2 separate regions of the Mus musculus genome follow, and region 1 is linked to region 2. Evidence: chromatin contacts called from public HiChIP or PLAC-seq data. All regions are on one chromosome and are shown on one strand. The core of a region is the stretch at or near the end of the contact, and the rest is flanking DNA. Distances in the headings are between cores, read along the strand shown. Region 1 overlaps Gm34974 (a long non-coding RNA gene). Region 2 has its middle 21 kb from the start of Gm39350.

Evidence for each region. HiChIP or PLAC-seq counts read pairs in DNA pulled down with a chosen protein or histone mark.
Region 1: a contact with region 2 is called in an H3K4me3 HiChIP or PLAC-seq map of embryonic basal ganglia, with 2.9 times the contacts expected there. The contact joins two enhancer-like sites. A contact is called at or near these places in 2 of 15 datasets of contacts at CTCF or cohesin (large pre-B cells and stem cell-derived epiblast-like cells), 1 of 484 Hi-C or Micro-C datasets (bone marrow-derived macrophages) and 1 of 115 datasets of contacts at active chromatin or transcription factors (embryonic basal ganglia).

What each region holds. Positions count from the first base shown.
Region 1 is chr9:61,860,160-61,864,643 of GRCm38.p6, reverse strand. Gm34974 (a long non-coding RNA gene) reads left to right here. Exons shown (of 6, transcript XR_001779199.2): 6 at 3,614-4,467. Among named protein-coding and RNA genes, the nearest start is that of Gm34974, 36 kb to the left of the region's middle. Within about 2 kb of position 2,408, at least 19 of the 459 cell types and tissues checked have an H3K27ac peak or open chromatin away from gene starts, as enhancers often do. A contact at or near this core is called in embryonic basal ganglia, where this site is marked.
Region 2 is chr9:61,572,018-61,576,444 of GRCm38.p6, reverse strand. No RefSeq gene overlaps it. Among named protein-coding and RNA genes, the nearest start is that of Gm39350, 21 kb to the left of the region's middle. Within about 2 kb of position 2,669, at least 65 of the 459 cell types and tissues checked have an H3K27ac peak or open chromatin away from gene starts, as enhancers often do. A contact at or near this core is called in embryonic basal ganglia, where this site is marked.

The sequences.
Region 1 (4,484 bases), core at 1,159-3,658, 290 kb before region 2:
GTATCACTGCCCCTGAGAATTATCTAGAGTGCAGTCATTTCCTTTGGTTTCTTGTGTCCAGGCTGGGCCAGCAGCCACTCTTATACTTACCCCTAATCTGGGTATCCCAGGCATCTCCCTATTGGCCTTTCCCTCAGGCCATGATTGACTGGACAGCCTGTTAAATGCTGGAACATTTCATCGGAGATAGAGGCTCATCTCACTCAGAGGGTTGGGAGATGAAGAAGCTCAGGAGTTGAAGGCTTGGTGCCCAGCTGGTAGCTTTATTGAGAAGTGATCTAGAGTGGGGAGGGACTTGCAAGGTGACTGCAGTCAAAAGTGCTTTCTGCCAAGCCTGATGACCTGAGTTCAAATCCTGAGACTCACACGGTGGAAGGAGAGAAGTGTCTCCTGTGAGTTGTCATCTTAGAGCCACGTGTGTGCTGTGGCATAAACACACACACAAATGAAGAAGATACACAACTTAAGAAACAACTGGGGTCTGAGATGGCTTATGCTGTGTCTGCTGCTTCATCCTAGGCCAGAATGGACAGGACCAGCTGATCTTGGACTGACACCTCTGAGCCTGTGAGCCCAAACAAATCTTCCCTCCATTCAGTTATTTCTCTCAGTGATGAAATTCTGACCAATTCAAAGTAAGGCCAATCCTTGCCAAAGTGCACAAGATACCCCAGGGATCTAGTGAAGGTGCATATCTGATTCAGGACGCCTGGCCAAGGTCCCAGGAGTCTTCATTTCAGTGAGCTTTCTGGGCCATAAATCTGCAACTAGAGAGTCTCTTGGGAAATGAGGTGCCAGTTGGGTGCCACCTCTATCCTCTGAATCCATTGTATTTGTCAGGGTTCTCTAGAGTCACAGAACTTATGGGTAGTTTCTATATAGTAAGGGGATTTGTTGATGACTTACAGTCTGTAGTCCAACTCCCCAACAATGGTCAGCAGCAGCTGTTAATGGAAGTCCAAGGATCTAGCAGTTGCTTAGTCCCACAGGCAAACAGGCAAAGAAGAGAGAGTCTTTTTATGTAGGTCTCCAGCAGAAGGTGTGACCCGGATTAAAGGTGTGTATGACCACGCCTGGATCTGGGACTTGCTTTGTCCTAGATGACCTTGAACTCTGGGATCTCCTTGCCTTAGTCTCCTGGGATTCATAGCCACTATGCCTCAAGATCTCCATGCCAAGATCCAGGTCAGAAACTTGTATCTCCCAGCCTCAAGATGAGGATCACAGATGAGCCTTCCAATTCTGGATTGTAGTTCATTCCAGATATAGTCAAGTTGACAACCAGGAATAGCCACTACATCCATCTACCCACACCCTTTTAGAGTGACCACTGCCCTGGTTTGCCTGGCACTGTCTTGGTTTTCAAACTGTAAGTCCCACCTCCCAGAAATTCCCTTAGCCTTGGATAAGCCAGAACCATTGGCTATCTTCTCTCCTTCCCTCTGCCCAGCATCTCCTTCCTCCCCAGGCCTTTCCTCCCCATACCTGCCTCCTGTTCACTAATCACTCGCTAGTGGGTTGCTTTTTTCCCTGAGACAGGCTCTTCCTATGAATTCGGGATCTTCCTGCCTCTACCTCTGAAGAGTTAGAGTCACAGATGTATGCCGCCATGCTTACGTCCTTAACACTGCTCGATTTCACATTTACTTACTTATTTATTTACTCATTTATGGGGGGACTGTCAAGAGTAAAACACAGTTTCTACGAGGAGGTCCGAGGACAGTTTGGGGGAGTTGGTTCTCTCCTTCTATTATGTGAGTCCTATCTTTAACATCAATCATCTTTATCCACTGAACCATCTCACAGGTCCCTCCTTTGACTTTATTGGGCTCCCCAAGAACTTGAGTCTGAGCTGGTATGTGTGTATCGGGGTCACGTGGGAGTACTTCAGGACTTCTGATAAACTGGAACTTTCCTCTCCTAAGGAGTGTCTGTGATCCCCCGTGCAACCTCGGTGGTTGCAATAGCACCAGGCAGCTAGTAGCCTCCTGCTTCTTAGCCCTTTGTGTGCATTAGGAAAAACTTCAGCTGCAAAGTTGGATTACAGAGGTCTGGGGTGGGCCTGAAAGTCCGTGCTCTGAAAGCTTCCGGATGAAATTCTGGGGTTTGGGGGGGCAGAGTGAGAGCTTCTTTGTAGAGAGAGAAGAGCAGGTGGGAACACCCTGGGCTCTGAGAAGGGTATTCCGCTCTGGGGTGATTGTGTGGACAGCCAGCTGGCCCATCAGACTGATTGACTCCAAGATGACAGTGGCCCAGATCACACTTACTTACCCTGTTCTGTGGCTTGCAGAAAGTCCCCCCCCCCCCACTTTGATACACTGTCTCTACAGCTGGCTCCAATGAGCAAAGGATTTCTCTCCAGAGCTGGGCTCTGTTTGTCTTTGCACCTGCTCCAGCAGCTGTTGCCCACGCTCCGTTAATGGCACAAACGAAGTCTCTAATGGTGGGGCGTAAGTCTTGGTTGGCAGTGGGGCTGGGGATGTGGGATGTGCAGACAGATGGGAACTCCGCCAACTGCTGGGATCCAGGCTGCACTGCCAGCCAGACTGCCAGCCAGCCAGCCAGTGGGTCAGCTGGCGGGATAACCAACTTGGAAGTGTTCACCCTCCCAGGCATCTTTGGAACACTCACAAGATGTGTATATGGGTTCAGCCTCTGGAACGCCCGTCTTGGATGACACAGGAAGACCTGGACATACCAAGGACTTCAAGAATGAGACAGGGTGGGGAAGGCGGTAGGCAAAGTGCTTAGTGCACAAGCGTGAGACCTAAGCTCCAATCTTCAGTATCCACATAGAAGGCAGGTGTGGTGGCATCTCTGTAGTCTCAGGGCTGGGGAGAGACAGGAAAATCAGTGGCCAGCCAGTGTAGCCCAAATGGGGAGCTCCAGGTTTGATGAGAGACCCTGTCTCAAAAAAACTAAGGTGGAGAATAATAGAAGACACAGATGTTGACCTCTGGCCTCTATGTGGCCTCTCTCTCTCTCTCTCTCTCTCACACACACACACACACACACACACACACACACATCAGTAGGACTTTTGGTGGACTGGAACTATTTCTTCCTCTCACAAAGATTCTGATTGGCTTACACAGTGTCTTTAATTTGAGACAGTTGCTCTGACACCAAACATTGTACTTATTCATTCGGGAGTTGTGAGGTAGGTGGGCATAGTGGCTTACACCTTTGACTCCAGCACATAGGAGGCAGAGACAGGCAGATCTCTGTGAGTTTGGGATGAGTCTGGTCTATAATGAGTTTTAGGCCAGCCAGAGTTGCACAGTGAGACCTTGTCTTGAAAGCAAAACAAAACTGTGTGTGCACAGACTGCAGGATCCGCCTTTGATAAGAATTCTTGAGGACTGTCAGGGCTCCCACTTACCAGAGCTTCTGATGTTTAGAATTTCTAGTTTTTAAAGATAAACAATATGTCCTAACCCACCAAGATTACCATTGCTGAGCTGATATCAGCGGTTGGCAGATGCACTGAGCCCTTTTTTAGGTTAGGAATGTCATTTGACTGTGTCCCATGACATGGTTGTGTTTGTCACCGATGGAGCCATTGGGTATCACTTGGTTCTTGTGTTCACCGTTCTCTGATTTCTCTTGTCAGGAGAGCTTCATTTGGACCCACTCTCAGGCATTGTGACTTCATCCCTTGTGCAGAGCTGTGAGGTAGAATTCAGACCCAGCTAATCAGAGATTCCCCTGGCCAAGGTGGTTGATTCTGGATGGTCATATGACCCAAAGAGAGTAAGTCACGTCTTGGAATGAGATCGCTCCCTCTCTGAAGGATGGGAAGCTGAGGAGGAACTGAACGGATGATGGAACGGATACTACAAAAGACAAAACTGTCTGCCTATTGGCTGCTCAATCTACGAGGCTGCATGTCCCAGCACTCATCTGGCCTGGACTGCCTGGGGGATTCCTGGAGAGCCACTGGTCTTCAGACCATATCAGAAGACCCAATAAGCTGGGTTCTGACATCAGCAATAGGTGGCTTCAGGGAGGATGTCGAGGTAGATGTGCTCATCAACAGGAAGCAAGGCAGGCAAATGAGCATCATTGCTCTCCCCTCAACATCAGCCTCATATCTGGGCGCCACCCACTCTAGGAGTGTCTTTTCTCTCCTCTGTCAATCCTTCTCAGAAATGCTCTCATAGACTTATCTGCTCAAAGACCTTAGTTGATTTCCTGATCCTACCAAGCTAGCTATTGCAGAGGGTGTAAGACCAGAAGTGACCACTAGAGGACACTGTGTCTAAGAGGTTTGCTGGGCGGTTCCCACCCAAAGTGGGCAGGAGCTGGAGTTAGAAACCAGGCTTGCTCAGGCATACAACATTTTTTTTTTATTTCAGTGAGTTTGAGCTGTTTGTGTGCTGCTATGTGCAACTTGAAGTGTCATAGTTGACATAAGAGCAAGTGTCCTTCATATTCCTGCTTGAAACTCAAGAGGGCTTGATCTGTGAAGGAGGTGGTAGCAA
Region 2 (4,427 bases), core at 1,420-3,919:
GGGGTTGATCACGGGAAGCTGCTTCTCAGAGCATCAAAGAAGGAGTTGGGTTTCCAGACTGGAAACAGCAGGAGCCTGTAGGGCGCTGGGTGGAGCTGGGATGGGGGACAGATTGGAGATAGGCACATTAGGAGGCCATGTTCTTACTGAGACAGGATCTAGATGCTCTTAGGAAACAAGGGTGGGGCTTATGGTTTGTCAAGAGCTGCTAATGTAGCAAATTTGGCCTCTCCTCTGAATGAGGAGTGATTCTCTGACTGTTGGCATGTAGACTCCTAACTGGCTCAAAAATGATCATTTTAGAAAAGGCAACTTCCACTAGTATCCAGATTCTGCCCTCAGAGCCACTGAAAGGCCACCAGGCAGGGCCACGTGGTGGTAGTCCTTCCTTGGAGCCTCTCCGGCCTCACTCAGGAGTATCTCAGTTTTCCTTAATAAATCATGGCCACTTTGCTTACTCTCTGCCCATGAGTCCTTCCTTATGCTCCATGGGTGTGAGACAGTGAAACAAGAAGCCATTGAATTAGGGTAGGTAGGGTGCTCCTGACCATGTAGCTGCCCCCAGTTATAGTCACTAATAGCTAAGAAAGACTCCCTAGTTCTCAAAACTCCATAGTTTGCTCTAGGTGTGCTAGGAACATGGGCTCCAGCTGCCTGGCGTCTGAAAAACAATAGCCAGTGACAGCCACTGCCTAGAGACCAACCTTGGGGTCCTTCTTACCCTGAGCATCCCTCCTTCTGTCAACAGACAGAAGAGACTCACCACAGCTGAGCAAACACGGCTTAAGCTAAGGACGGACATGGACACCCCCCTCCAACCTGATACCATCAGGCCACCAGAGCTATAGGATGGCTAGAGAGCATCAGGGAGGAGCCAGGACACAAATGTCTATGCCAAAATCTGTCCCCTAGTGATTGTAAATTGGTGAAGTTGTTTCACATTCTGGCCTTGTGTTTCTCTTTATTTGATAATTAAAAGAAAAAAATTGATGCAAGGCAAACCAGAAAAGGCAGATTGAAAGTTTCAGTCCAGGAATAAAAGGTTGGGCGCATCGCCTGCAAGGCCCTTCAAAATAAGCATCAACAATATCCCTGACACACTCACCTCCACCCACGTCTCGCACTCTTATCTGATTGTCTCAACAACCAGAAGCTTCTGTTTAAGATTTGAATTAGATTCTCCCTGGGTACTGAGGACCTGAGGAACAGACAGGTGAACTCAGAACCAGGTCGAACTCAACTTAGGGGCGTGTCCTAGCTAGCGTTAACTGTTCATTCAATTTAGCTGAGAATAACCTGAGAATGGAGTAACAGGTTAGAGGTAGCCTCATCAAAGTGGCCTGTGTGTATGCATTGTCTTGGCTGTTAGGTATTTATATGCATGGGTGTGGTGTGGTGTGGTGTGTGTGTGTGTGTGTGTGTGTGTGTGTGTGTGTGTGTGTGTGTGTATTTCAACACTGTGGGCGGTGCCATTCCCTAGGCAGGTGGTCCTGGGCTGTCTAAGAAGGCTAGCTATGAATGAGAAGGCAACACTTCTCCATGGTTTCTGCTATACTCCTTCAGCTCTAAGTTCTCAAGTCCTGCCCTCAGGTTCCTACCTTGAGTTTCCTCCATGATGGAATGCAACCTGTAAGCTGAAAGAAACCTTCCCCTCCTCTGAGTTTCTTTTGATCCAAGTCATAGTAACAAAAAGGGAACTACAGCAGGAGAAATGGTTAGGGGAAGCTTCACGAAGATGTCTGACCCAGGCGGTACTGACTGGAACCGACTCTTTTCCTATCCTGTTCTACTGACAACCTGCTCTTCCCAGGCTCAGAATAGAGACTTACCAAAGGTTCTTCCATGTGTTTGCCTTGCAGAGAGCTTAAGGTAAATGAGGCATCTCTGGTGGATGAACGAAGACCTGCCTCCCCCCCCCCCCCCCACTCTCCCATGTCAGCAGCATGATGACCAAAATCTCTTGCTAGGAGTCAGAATTCTGAATCTGCCATACCTTGCCATACCTGGAAGAGATCTGTGGAAGTCTCTGGGCCCGGGAGACACCCGTCTTAGTAAGAAATGAAAACCAGCCTTCCTAGCCTGTGAGAGGAAACTCTGATAGTGTTATGGGACACGGGTAGGTCACATCCCAAGTCCTTAATGGAAGGCTGAGATTCAAGACTCCTCCTTCAGACTTGGCCTTGGCATCTCCACGCCTGCCTCTTACCGTGCAATCCTTCGCAGCCCTCCCTCCCGCCTCCTTCATTTCCTGGCTCCTACCACATTCTTCAACACCCCTTTAAAAATTAAGGGTGCAGCAGGGGCGGGGGCAGCCTTGGAAACAGATAAGAGGTAATTGCCTGCCTTTGACTCCTCTTGATGCGAAAATAGGACGGGAATGACTCAGTCTGGTTGAAAGGTTAGTTGAAGGTTATTACAGGAAAATTGTTATTCATACATTTTTCCCCCTGTGCGGTGGATAGCCTAAAAGATTAAATTCACAGAGTGCGTAATGACCCATCAGGGCGGACAATGGTAGGGGCGTCCCGGGGGAGGGGAGATAACGTAGCACAGAGACTTCTCTGAATAATTCATGCTCCAGTGCCCGGCACCAGCAGATTACAGGAGGGTTTTCATTAGAGAGGAGACGAGAGAACAGAATGTGCTTTCAGAGCAGCGCCTGTTTCTCTGCACCGTGGGCAGCTCTGGCCCGGTTTGCTGTGGCTTCAATCAACGCCTATTCCTCATCTTGGCAGCCCTGGGAGGGTGGCAAATGGGATAAGAGGGCATCATTGTTCCTTATAAGGCAGGGGAGTGATGGCCCGTGCTCCTCCTGAGCCCTGATGCTCAAAAGGGTCTAGATGAAGAAGCTGAGGACAGGTTTACCCACGGGGCGTTGGATGCATAGGAAAAAATGCACACAACCGTGAGGACAAGAGTATGGGAAAGGGATGCCAGGGTGTTCCGCGGATGTCCTCTCCTGTCCCCAGTGCCTTTCTTGCCCTCTCCCGAGGCTACCAGGTGATCCCACCTGTCATTTCCACCCCCAGTTGTCAGTACGAGAAGCTCTGGCTGGCAGATGCTCAAAAGCCTCTTGATATAAACAGGGCTCCAAAGGCAGAGGCCCCAGCCCCCAACTCCTGCACCATCTCTGCTGGTAGAAAGATGGAGATCCAGGCCTAGGCCACCCAAGAATTCAAACTCTGATTCCATGACCTTGGCCTTTGGTATCTCTGTCTCTTTTCCCTGTGGAATAGACAGGGTAGTTCTCACAAACTGCACAGAGGACTAAGTTCATGGAGAAAGTATGGGGACAGGACTGAGCTTGGCTCCATGCCTGTTCCCAGACAGTCACCAGGTGAGACAATTTGCCCTCTCCTGGGTCTGTCTCCACAGAACTCGCAATGCCAGGCTAAGGCAGTCACAGCTAGGAGTTGTATGTCTTCTTCCTCTGGAGTGCAGAGTGGTCAAACAGAGGTCAGTGGAGTTGAGGGAAACCTCTGAAGATGGTTGCTTGGGACTTGGGGAAGGCACAGGCCACTTAAATCAAAGTGAACCGGGGTCCTTTATACGCCCTAGGCTGGGAACTCTTGGCCAGTGCTCATGTCAGGCAATGATTCAACAGGACAAGACCTGAACTGCTGTTTCTCAGGCAAGGCTGTGTAGACCTGGGGATATGGGACTAACCCAAGCTCACACAGTTGACAAGCCATTGAGGGTCACTTCCAAGCCTCCTGACTCTCTACCTCCAAGATTTTCATTTCTGCTGGGTCCCACAGCCTCAACTCTGCCAAAAAGTTATGAGATTCTGGCCTTGTTTCTCTTAAGGGATGGACTAGATGGTCCCTTCTGATTATGTAGGAGTTTGGTATTTGCCATCTGCTTATTGTCCCAGGTGGCAGTTGTCTCTAGGTATGTCTGTATATCACATGTCATTATCCCATATGATACTCAAGGTAAAACAGTTGTACCCCTAGACCCCTGTTAAATCCAAAGTCAAGAAATTCATTTAACCCCTTGAGACCTGAGGATCTGCACCTAGGCTGGCTTTCTCTCAACCTGCTCCATTCTCCTGTCATAGCTCTGGATGAACAACTTCTGCGTAAGCCCCTGTGCTGTCTCATCAAGAGGCCTAGGCAGTCACAGTTCCCGTGACTCATTCACTGGACCAGGAAGATAAGAGGACCCAAGTCTTTGTCACAGAAGCTGACTGACAACTTACAGACTCCATGGTGCTCACCACCAAACATGCTTTGACAGCCAGATGTCCCAAGCCATGTGGCAGCTCCTTCCAAAAGGCTGACATTGGGATAGAGTAAGCAAATACCACAGGTGCCAGGGTCCCAAAAAACTGATGTAACCTGTCATGGGGTTCGCAGAGGCCATCAGAGGACAGTGAGGGAATGAAGCTGGAAAGGCTTCCTGGAGCTTGAGGAAGGAAGCTGTGC